3 separate regions of the Hordeum vulgare genome follow, and regions 2 and 3 are each linked to region 1. A link is a contact called in public Hi-C data. All regions are on one chromosome and are shown on one strand. The core of a region is the stretch at or near the end of the contact, and the rest is flanking DNA. Distances in the headings are between cores, read along the strand shown.

Evidence for each region. A called contact is a pair of places that touch in the nucleus more often than the background predicts.
Region 2: a Hi-C map of leaf shows a contact between it and region 1, with 10 times the contacts expected there. The contact joins two enhancer-like sites. A contact is called at or near these places in 2 of 6 Hi-C or Micro-C datasets (leaf and seedling).
Region 3: a contact with region 1 is called in a Hi-C map of leaf, with 2.6 times the contacts expected there. The contact joins the promoter of LOC123425556 here to the enhancer-like site in region 1. A contact is called at or near these places in 2 of 6 Hi-C or Micro-C datasets (leaf and seedling).

Annotation. Positions count from the first base shown.
Region 1 is chr2H:138,606,345-138,609,770 of MorexV3_pseudomolecules_assembly, reverse strand. No RefSeq gene overlaps it. Among protein-coding and RNA genes, the nearest start is that of LOC123425561, 37 kb to the left of the region's middle. Within about 2 kb of position 2,135, at least 2 of the 3 cell types and tissues checked have open chromatin away from gene starts, as enhancers often do. A contact at or near this core is called in leaf, where this site is marked.
Region 2 is chr2H:139,121,405-139,125,078 of MorexV3_pseudomolecules_assembly, reverse strand. No RefSeq gene overlaps it. Among protein-coding and RNA genes, the nearest start is that of LOC123429799, 56 kb to the left of the region's middle. Within about 2 kb of position 1,843, at least 3 of the 3 cell types and tissues checked have open chromatin away from gene starts, as enhancers often do. A contact at or near this core is called in leaf, where this site is marked.
Region 3 is chr2H:138,035,658-138,039,150 of MorexV3_pseudomolecules_assembly, reverse strand. LOC123425556 (putative polyol transporter 1) reads right to left here and starts at 1,820. Exons shown (of 2, transcript XM_045109248.1): 1 at 1,485-1,820; 2 at 1-1,385. The coding sequence starts at 1,596.

The sequences.
Region 1 (3,426 bases), core at 886-3,385:
CCGGATGACTCTGAGTAGTAAACCTGATTCGTATAGTGGAGCAGTCATTTGGAATAGTTCCAAATGACGCGTGGTAGCAGCATCTATAGAATGACATAGAGATTTGTAAAGCACACACGGATCTGAAAGGTTCAGACCCGTTGACTAAAAACCTCTCTCGCAAGCAAGACATGATCGAACCCCGGAACTATATGGGTGTTAGATTCATTACAATCACATAATGATGTGAACTAGATTATTAATTCTAGTGCAAGTGAAAGATTATTGGAAATATGCCCTAGAGGCAATAACAAATTGGTTATTATTATATTTCCTTTTTCATGATTATCGTTTATTATTCAATAAACGGCAAAGCCGCATCCGTTGGCCTTAGGGGGTGGGGCCTTGCACCTTTGTCGTCTGCCTCCCCATTCTGTGTCGTTCGCTGGCAGGCGATAAAGTGTGGGGGTGGGGCCTGGGGCCTTTGTCGTCTGCCTGGGCCTTCTGTGCCATCCGCTGGCGGACGACAAAGGCTTGACAGATGGCAAACGTGTTCTTTGCTATCAGCCATGCCTTTGACGTCTGTTTTCTTGCAGCTAGCGGCAAAGAGGTTATTTGTCATCAGCCAGCGGACGACAAAGAACTAGCTGATGGCAAATTTCCAAATTGCAGTAGTGGATGGTATGGCAGATTTATAACTATGGCCCATATCTGCAGGCTATCAAACCTAATTTAAGATGGTCTTATGCACTCATTGAATTCAGCTAGAATCCCTTCATGCTTGCTAACATGCCATGGTGATCCTCTCAGCACCCGATCACGAACCAGTTGCGTTTCAAACTCCACAACAAACATGTTCTCCCCAAACGATCTAAATACCAAGACCTTTGGGTCTCCGTAAGCCGGTCGTAGCGCATTCGGACTCGTCTGGATATGGAGTAGACTGTGGAACATAACTACTAGGTTTTTTTTTGGGATTCACATGCAACTCTGAATCGTACCGTCGAGGTGACTCACATGCATCCACCATACATACCGCCGGCCGTTGGTTGTAGCGCGCGCGAAGACACACGTGGTACATGTACGCATCGTCACCCCCCACTCACTAGCAGCAGCGCACACAGACCCTCACCGTCACATCGTCATGTACTTATATTGCTGTCGTCGTTGGGCAATCAATCCCGGCGGTGCGCGCTTGACGGTGGTAAACCGCCGCAATCGCGCACGCACGGCACGGCCGAAAGACGGGCACGCCGGGCGCGCGAGGAGAGTGCAAAGGGCGGCCGGAATGGTACTGCGGTACCGCCTGCTCCTCGCCATTGGGCAACCCAGTTCGGCTGAGACCGCCACCTCAGTCGGCGTACGCCGGCCCGACTGTAGCGCCCATCATGAACCACCCGGCCGGGGGGTTCTCCCTAGGCGACGGACGAGACACAAAGCAGCGGGGGCGAAAGCCTGCTCCCGCAAGCCGTCGTAGTACGTCCTAGGAGGCTAGGCGCGCACCGGGCGGCCATGGGGGGGCCATGGTGGCAAGTGTCGAGCCCGGGCTCCCTCGACGCGGCCGATTCTCCCGGCATCTCGCGCGGCATCTTGAATCTCTCGGGCCGGCGCTCGTATCGGCGCGCGACAGCTGATCGACCCGTCGGTCGGTCCAGACGCCTCCCCCTGTGCTAGCCAAAGTGGTAGCCCGGGTGGCCCGGCCTGCGGCTCCTGCTGCATTCAGCACGTGACGACATTCCGCTCAGGTGATGAGATGAACCAAACCGAGCCTTTTTCTCTTCTTTCTTTCCCACGGACCTATCTATCTATCTATCTATCCCAAGAATATGATTCCGACGGCTTGCCGGACCTTTTTCTTCTTTCAGCACGTGCGCGGTGTCGACGGCTTGCCGGACCAACAGGAGATCCCCGGCCCACTGCGCCGTCCGCCCATGGCGACTGACTTGTCAAAAGCATGCACGCCACATCCAACACAACGCATCAGATAGATAGATGCTCAGCTCAGCTCGCGCGAGTTGATCAACTGTCGATCTCTCACTCCCCCACTCAGGCCGAACCTTCCTCGGATGGAAGCACGGCTTGGTATGGTGGAGCGAAAACAGTGGCACACACGCACGGACATTCCCACACGCACATGCACTGCTTTGCATCTTCTCAAATGGCACTTCCATCTCCATGTGCAGTGTACGAGAAGCTGCATGCGTAGTACACTGGCGTGGGTCAGCAGGGCGAGGCCATATGAGGTCAGCAGGCTTACGAGATTCATGCGGATAGATCGATATTTTTCTATTACAAATGAATATATGTGACCTACTAGCGTTGTGCCAATAAATTCGATGGGCATGGGACATTTCGATCAACTACTCCACGCACATGGAAATTCGCAGGCTCATTCCCACCGTACGTTTGTCCAGGACTTTGTAGCTAGGGATCGATCCATGTAAATTCGGATTTGCTGAACAAGACGGACGACCAGCTAGCGCCTATTAGGGTCCCCGTCGTGCGTGATGCGCCACCACACACGAGTAATAATTGACTCTTACTCCGTTCATGATGCGATCGTGATCCAGATCACTTCGATGTTTTGTCAACGTTGCATCGGCACCTTTGGTGATGGGGATAAAACGCCGGGTAAAAAGATATGATTCCATCTCCCCAGTTCCTTGTCCACAAGCAAAGGATCCTTCGGTTAACATGGAGTGGAACAGGGGATCTAATGCCCTTGTACAGAAAGAAAGAAAATACTCATTTTGGATGGTTACCGCTTTCATCCGACGCGTCGCGCGCCTCGCTGACCAGGTGCATGTAACATTTTTTTTTGTCAGATTTGCTGTAACCATGTGTGAATTTGCTTCAAACGTTTGTCATTTTGCTATATTTTATTCATTTAAAAAGCTGCATCCACGGTTGGTTGCAACTCGAGTTCGTTGAATTTTTGCTACAACCGGCGTTTTAACTTTTGCTACAACCGTGTTAATTTTTACTACAACCGGCATCATTTTTTGTTGCAACCGTTCACTAAAAAAGTTACATACACGTTCACGTAGATATTTGCTACAACCGATGTTTAACTTTTGCTACTACGCATCATCAGCTTCATTTTTTTTGCTATGATCACGTAGATATTTTTTTGCTATAATTTTTTTTTTACAACCGTTGACGAAAGTTACTGCATCGCGTCGAAATTTGCTGCATCGAGAAAAAATATTGCATGAAGATCTAACGACACGGCCCGTCTACAGCTGACGGATCAGGCGGCCCGGACGCGCGGGCGCAGAGCATCGCCCTTCTCTAATTTGCAAAGGCAGGTGCATGCGGTTGCGTTACACACTACTAGCCCTCAATAATATAGGGGGTGTAAGACTGATGATGCATGTCACTACACAGACATCACCACTGGAACAATTAATGATCCATATGCAGACACTAAAACAATAAAAGTACTCC
Region 2 (3,674 bases), core at 594-3,093, 520 kb before region 1:
AACCAGGGAAAACAGATTTAGAAAGTTCTAGAAGCTTCCCAAAATCGGGGGCTTCCCGCAAACTGGAGAAAGTATATAAAGGGAAAAAGATATGACTTAGGCGCCGAATGCATGTAAAATGAATATGATAATATATATATCAAAAGAGTTAATCAAGCATTTGGAAAAATATATTAATCAGAAAATTTTAAATTTTAAATTAAGCATTTGATAATTTCAAATGTTTATAGCAAAAATATTGATCATGCATTAAAAAAAGGTTAATCATGACTTTAAAAATGTTAATAAAATATTTAAAAGTTGTTAAATGTAAATAAAGGAATTGATAACCAAGTATTTAAGTATATTAAATGTATGTAGAAAACAATTGACCAAGCATTAAAAAAGTTAATCAGACATTTCATATACAAAAATGTAGAACGTGTATTAAAAAATAGTAATTTTGTACATCATGAAATTTGTAATTAGGTATGTTAAATCCAAATTTATAAATGTATATAGGAAAAATGTTGACCATCTGTTAAAAAATGTTAAATGATATTTGAAAGATGTTAAATATTGTCAACCATGTATTAAAAACTGTTTATCTTGTATTCGTAATTTTAATAAAGCGTTTGGAAGAAATTTTAATTGTTGATATTAAAAATATTAATTTGGTATATTGAAAATATTACTGAACAATTTCAAATATATGACAAAATATGCATAGAAAGCTCGTGAAATACGACAGAAAACATGGCAAACAAATGAAAAACGTGAAAGATACAAATATAATTGAAGTGAAAAAAACTGTGAATATAGTGAAAGAAACTAGCAAAAATCGGTGAAATAACGGCTCTTTTACAAGAATCTGATTGTAACTGACGGCCTAGTTTCCTGTTTTTGCTTGCTTTTTTTTTTTTTTACTTCTCCCTTTCTTTTGATGGCGTGATATCGCCCTCGTGCCGATGAATAGGGGAAATCCCTATTTGACGCTCTCTGCATCGTCCTGTCGGGGTTTCGCACAAGCACCCAGCTAGCGTTTGGGAATGAGCCAGCACATTTATATGCCAACACCTCCGGTTTTGGAAACTTTCTAGAGGTTTTCAACCATTTTTTTCGATTTCGGGAACTTTCTAGGAGATTCCCTGAACCTGATTTTTTCTTGTTTTATTTCGTCTTTTTTCTTTTTTTTTGTGTTTCTCTTTTAAAAAGTTCTATATTTTCAAAAAATGTGTCGGAATTTGATTTTTTTTTCCGAAATTTGAATTTTTTTTCCAATTTTTTTTAAAATGTTTTAGAATTTAGAAAAATTCTCTAGAATTTAAAGAATGTTCCATAATTCGAAAAAATGTACCGCAATTGAAAAAATGTTCTGATATTTTTACTAAAATGTTTCAGACTTTTCAAAAAAAATATTCCGATATTTAAATAAATGTTCCAAAATTTTAAAAATGATCCGGAATTTGAAAAAGTGTTCCGGAATTTGAAGAAATGTTTCAGAATGTGAAATTGTTCCGAAATTTTAAAAATGTTCCAAAATTTCAAAAATGTTCAGGAGTTTTTAATAATGTTCCAAAATTTGAACCAATGTTCAAGATTTGAAAAAATGTTCGGCAATCTAAAATATGTTCCGCAATTTTATTAAACTGTTTTGGAATTTTTAAAAATATTCTGATATTTTTACTAAACATTTTGTATTTTATATAATTTCTGATAATTTAAATTATGTTATGGAATTTGAAAGAAATAGAAAATTAATGATTATAAGCTGGGCCGGCCTAGGAGCATTCTGTCCCTATATAACTCGACTTTTTTTGTGGTCTCCAGATTCGCTGCTGGTCGCTAACTTGGGCCGGCCCATGAGGTTATCCTCCTGGCTGTGCGGTCTTTTTGCCGCAGAGAGTGGCAGATAGGACCTCCCACGAATAGGAGCCGCCGCGACCAACAAACGTAGCCACTCCCGATCCTATGCAGCCTCTGGGCCAGCACAGTCTGTTTTGGGAACCTTCTGGCACCCCTTTTTCCTGGATTTTCTTTCTTTTATATTTTTATTTTTTCTTGTCATTTTTCCTTTTTAAGTTTTCTTTCTTTTTCTGTAATTCATGTTAGTTTTTATTTCCTGCAATATTTCCATTTTCCTTTATATTTCATTTTCGAATATTTTGTAAATTTGTGAACATTTTTGAAATCTTAAACATATCACAATTCTGGATATTGTTTTGGACAATCTTGAATATTTTTTGAAATCCTGAATTGTTTTGGAATGGATGAACAGTTTTTTCAAATCATAAGCATTTGTTGAACCTTTGAACCAGTTTTACAACTTAGTTAATATTTTTAAATTTGGAATTTTTCGAGCATTATTTTAATTTTTGAATATTTTAAACTCATGAACAGTTTTTAAATCGGCGACCAATTTTTTACTTTTCAAACCTTATGTTTGTAATGGGAACAATTTTTTAAATTCGCGACTACCTTTCACATGATTTTTTAATCAACCCAGTTATTTTGAATTTTGAGAAGAATTTTTGTATTTGGCAAAAACTATTGAATTTTGTGGACATTTTTCACAACTCATGAAGAAAATCAATTACGTGAACATTTATTCAAATTCACTGATATGTTTTAATGCACATACATTCTTCTTATTTCCGGAACATTTTTTTCAATATCATAGACATGTTTAGAATCTGAGAAAATCTATGGTTTAAATAACATTTTTGAAAATTATATTTTTTTATGATTTCACAAAAAAATCGGGGAAATGATGGCCATCACCCATCGGATCGCACAGTTTTCTCCGCCGCCTCCCACGATCGACACGTGCCCTGTGGGCGCTTTCACATCTCCACTGTTGTAACAACTCCAGCCGTACTTCTCTCTCTTTCTCGCATATCTCATTTTATGCTACAGATTGGGACCAGTGGTGGCAGCCGATCGCCACAACTGCACACACCCGATGCACATGCGCCGCTGCCGATGGCGAGCAGGTCGAAGGTCAGGTCATCGTGGATCCCTCGTCGAGATCCGTCCTCCGCGTCACTCGTGTGAGAGGGGCAACTTTTGCAGCCCAACATCGTCGCCATGGTGCTGCAAGCGTTGCTGTCGTCGCCTCGCTGGAGCTGCAGCTGCAAGTCATCCCTTAAGTCGCAAGTCCTTCTTTCCTCATTTTCAATTCCGACTGCTCCGCTCCCCATCCCCTATGTCCGCTTGTAGCCATGGCCGTCGCTCCATCGGGCATATCCGAGCTCTGCTACGACCTCGTCTCCCGCCTCTATTATTTATAATTTGTCGCAACAAGGGCATTGTTGCACAAGACCATCCGCAACACTGTCTCTGGTATAGAATTTTTTGATTCACACCGCAGATGACATCATTTTTCCGTTGAAAAAATTCTACAACATTAGTCATGTTGCAAAAACATTCCCGCAACATCATCTATATTGCAAAAGATAAAGACGGAAAAGGTCTGCAACACAATCTTTTATTGCAAATGTTTGTGCAACACAACACATAATCTAACGGTCAAGGAGGCGGTGGATCTTTTAATAAGATGCGCCAACCGATCCATAGCATACCTTTTTTTTTCAAAGTTTGCTACTTTAAATATTTGGATTTTCTTCTAAAATCCCAATTTCAATAATGGAAAATCCAAAAATAGAAAACAAGGGCTCCCAGTCCATACATGAGCC
Region 3 (3,493 bases), core at 571-3,070, 570 kb after region 1:
TTTCGTGGCGGTGTCTTCTTCGACGACCCTGTCCTTCATGCCGAAAAGCTTCCCGATCTCCTCCAGCGGCAGGCCACGCGTCTCCGGAATGAAGGTGAAGAAGAAAATCCATCCGAGCGCCGCGATGCCGGCGTACAGGAAGAAGCTGCCGCCGATGGTGATGGCCTTGGACAAGGACAGGAAGGACATGGAGACCGCCGCGCTGGTCACGCGGTTGCATGACGCGCCGAGCGCGAAGCCCAGCGCGCGCACCCGCAGCGGGAAGACCTCCGAGGTGTACACGCTCGTCAGGGGGCCGAGGCCGGTGGAGAAGAAGGACACGTAGGCCAAGACGGACACAATGCACAAGGCGATGGCCCACGGGATCTTGGTGTCCGGGTGCCGATCCACGACGGTGAGGCCTGTCCCGAGGCCGATGAGACAGGCGAGCATGCCGGCTGTGCTGGTGAGCAGCAGCGGCCGCCGGCCGATGCGGTCGAGCTGGAACGTAGCGACCAGGATGAAGAGCGTCTTCATGACCCCCATGGCGCATGTGGCGCCGAGCAGGCGGTTGTCGCCGGTGATGCCGGCGCTCTTGAACACGCGTGGGCTGTAGAGCACCACCGAGTCGGAGCCCGTCGCCTGCTGGAAGAAATGGATGCCGAGCGCCGCGAGAAGTATGCGCCGCATGGCTGGGTTCGGTGAAAAGATAAGCTCCTTCCACACCTGCTTCTCCTCGCCGCCTTTTCTCTTGGGCATGGTGACCACGTCGCCGTCAAGGTCCTTGGGGATGCCGGCGGCAGCCTTGATTTGGTCAAGGCGCTCCACAGCCTCCTCCGGCGTGTCGGAGGTCTTGTCCAGCACGGCCCTGGCGTCCGCTAGGCGGCCTTTCATGACGAGCCAGCGGGGCGACTCCGGCATGCCGAAGACCATGAGCGCGAGCAGTGCAGACGGGACGGCGCCGATGCCGAGCATGACGCGCCAGCTGAGGTGGAGCGGGAGGCGCGCGAACGCGTAGTTGGACACGTAGCCAAGGAGGATGCCCACATTGATGAACACCTCGGTGAAAGACGTGAGGAACCCGCGGGCCGACGCCGGGGACACCTCGGCCGTGTACACGGGCGCCACCATGATGGCGTAGCCCACGCCGATGCCGGTGACGAAGCGGCCGACCATGAGCATGGCGTAGTTGACCGCGAAGCCCATGAGCAAGGAGCCGGTGAAGAAGATGGCGGCCGCGAACACGACGGTGACGCGGCGGCCGACCCAGTCGGACGTCCTCGCGCCGAGGAAGGACCCTATGAGCGCGTACACGCTCAGGATGCCCATCATGATCTCCAGCTGCACGTCCGTGATCTGCAGGTCCCTCTTGATGTACAGCGACGCCCCGCTCATCACCCCGACGTCTGGGCGGTCGGAAGAGAATTATGCATAGCCATGGAAGAAGAAGATGCGTACTCGATCTATCTGACATACGGGAAGGAAACATAGGAGTATGTGTGTACCGTAGCCGAGGACGATGGTGGCCATGGAAGCGCAGAGGGCGCAGGTGAAGGCGTACTTAAAATTGCTTTTTTTCCTTGGCTGGACGGCCTGGGGAAGCGCAGCTGAAGCCATCCTCGATCCTTCTTCCTTGTCCTCTGCTCCTTCTCTTTTTCATCCGCTTATTAGGACGAACTGATCGAACGATGAACACCCTGACAGCCTAGTGATGAGTGAACTGCCGTGTTGTGTCGCGCAGTATTATATGGACCGCTTATATAGACACCGATTATTATGCTCTTATAGTATGGGTGCACCCGCCATGGGTGATGGGTCAAACAAGCCGCTTGCCCAGTTAAGTTACGGAGCCGGATCCTCTGAGATGTGTTTGGTTTTAGGATGAGGTGGAATCGAACAGATTGGTTCCATCCCTAACAACCTGTTTAGTTGGGTTAGGAATCGGAATTGGATCATCCGCATGCAGGGAATATTCCCTTCAGATGATTTTGAGGAATCGACTCGTTATTCGTCTGAGAAAGCAAAGAAAAAAAGAAAATAACCAAGCAATTCTCACCGCGCTCACCCCCGCACCCGAACAAAAGTTTTCGTGGTTATTTTTTCTCGTTTTCATGATTATTTTTTTCGTGGTTATTTTTCATTTTCGTGATTATTTTTCGTAAATATTTGGTATGTACTGAGGATCATGTATTTTTATTTGCATGTGTTGAAAATAGAAAGAAAATGTTGTTAAAAATTTAAATTATAGGCTTGTCAAATGCAAATAACTCTATTTGTTTAGATATGTAATCTCATCATTCATATCGAAGAGGTGAGTAGCCTCAGATTCTTCTCATTTCATCTCTCCAACTAAACACCGGGACGGAACCAACCCATGACATTTTTTATCATCAACTGAACACAAGGATGAAACCAACCCATGACTTTGGGATGGAACCATGACATTTCATGACTTTCGGTCCTCAAACCAAACACACCCTAACATGCACAAGTGAAGTCACAAAGCTACAGTAAAGTATGTGTATAAAACGAAGAAGGGATGTTAGGGGCTAGTACTGGGTAGATCGGTACTGTTCATGAATTTCTGTAGATAATTATCATGCGGTGCATCTTCACCCGGGATCGCGTGGAGACGTGCAGTCATCTCCGACCTCGCCGCAGCATGCTTGGATACGTCTCGCTGCGCTCTTGTCCGCTGTGGTATGGCCAAGCAGCCCGGATGTCCACCCAACCTGTCACCACGTTGAAACTTGGATTGCTAATAATGGTGTATCTGCTTGTCGCTGTTTCCTTGATTGTCTGGATCATTTTGATGTTTACTGCCGCACGCGCGCTCAAACCTTACGTTTCTGGTCTGGTCGGTTACGCAGGCTAACTTGCTGGCTGCTGACTTTGGATTCTGGCTGCGGATAAGATTGTCTTACTACAACAGCTAGGAGCCCGCTCACTTGAAATGGTTCGCTGACGGGCAGAAAACGACGGAAAATCCTATCAGCTGCATTCCGGGGCAGTTGTCGAGGCTTCGCACAGGAGCTATTAGCCAACCATAGGGTTTGGACCGACCCGTTAACACTTTCATTGATTCCGTTTTTGGGAACTTTTAGAGTTTCCTAGACTGTTTTCTTGGTTTTGGAAAACTTCTTCCCTAAACAGGTTTTTATTTTTTTGTCTTATTTTTTTTATTCTTTTATGTTTCATTTTTTCTGTTTCTCTTTCAAAACGTTCTAGATCTTTATAAAATGTTTCAGTTCTGAAATTCTAAAAAATGTTTCAGAATTTGAAAAAATGTTATCGAATTTGTAAAGATGTTAAATAATTTGCAAAAGTATTCTGGGATTTTATAAAAATGTAAAAAAATTTGAAACAATGTTCCGGGATTTGAGAATATGTTCCGGAATTTGTAAAAATGTTCTGAACTTTGAAAAAATATTCCAAAACTTGAAAAAATATAATAAAATCCAAAAACTAAAAAGAAATAGAAAAACCGGTTCGGGGAACCTTTTATAACATCCCC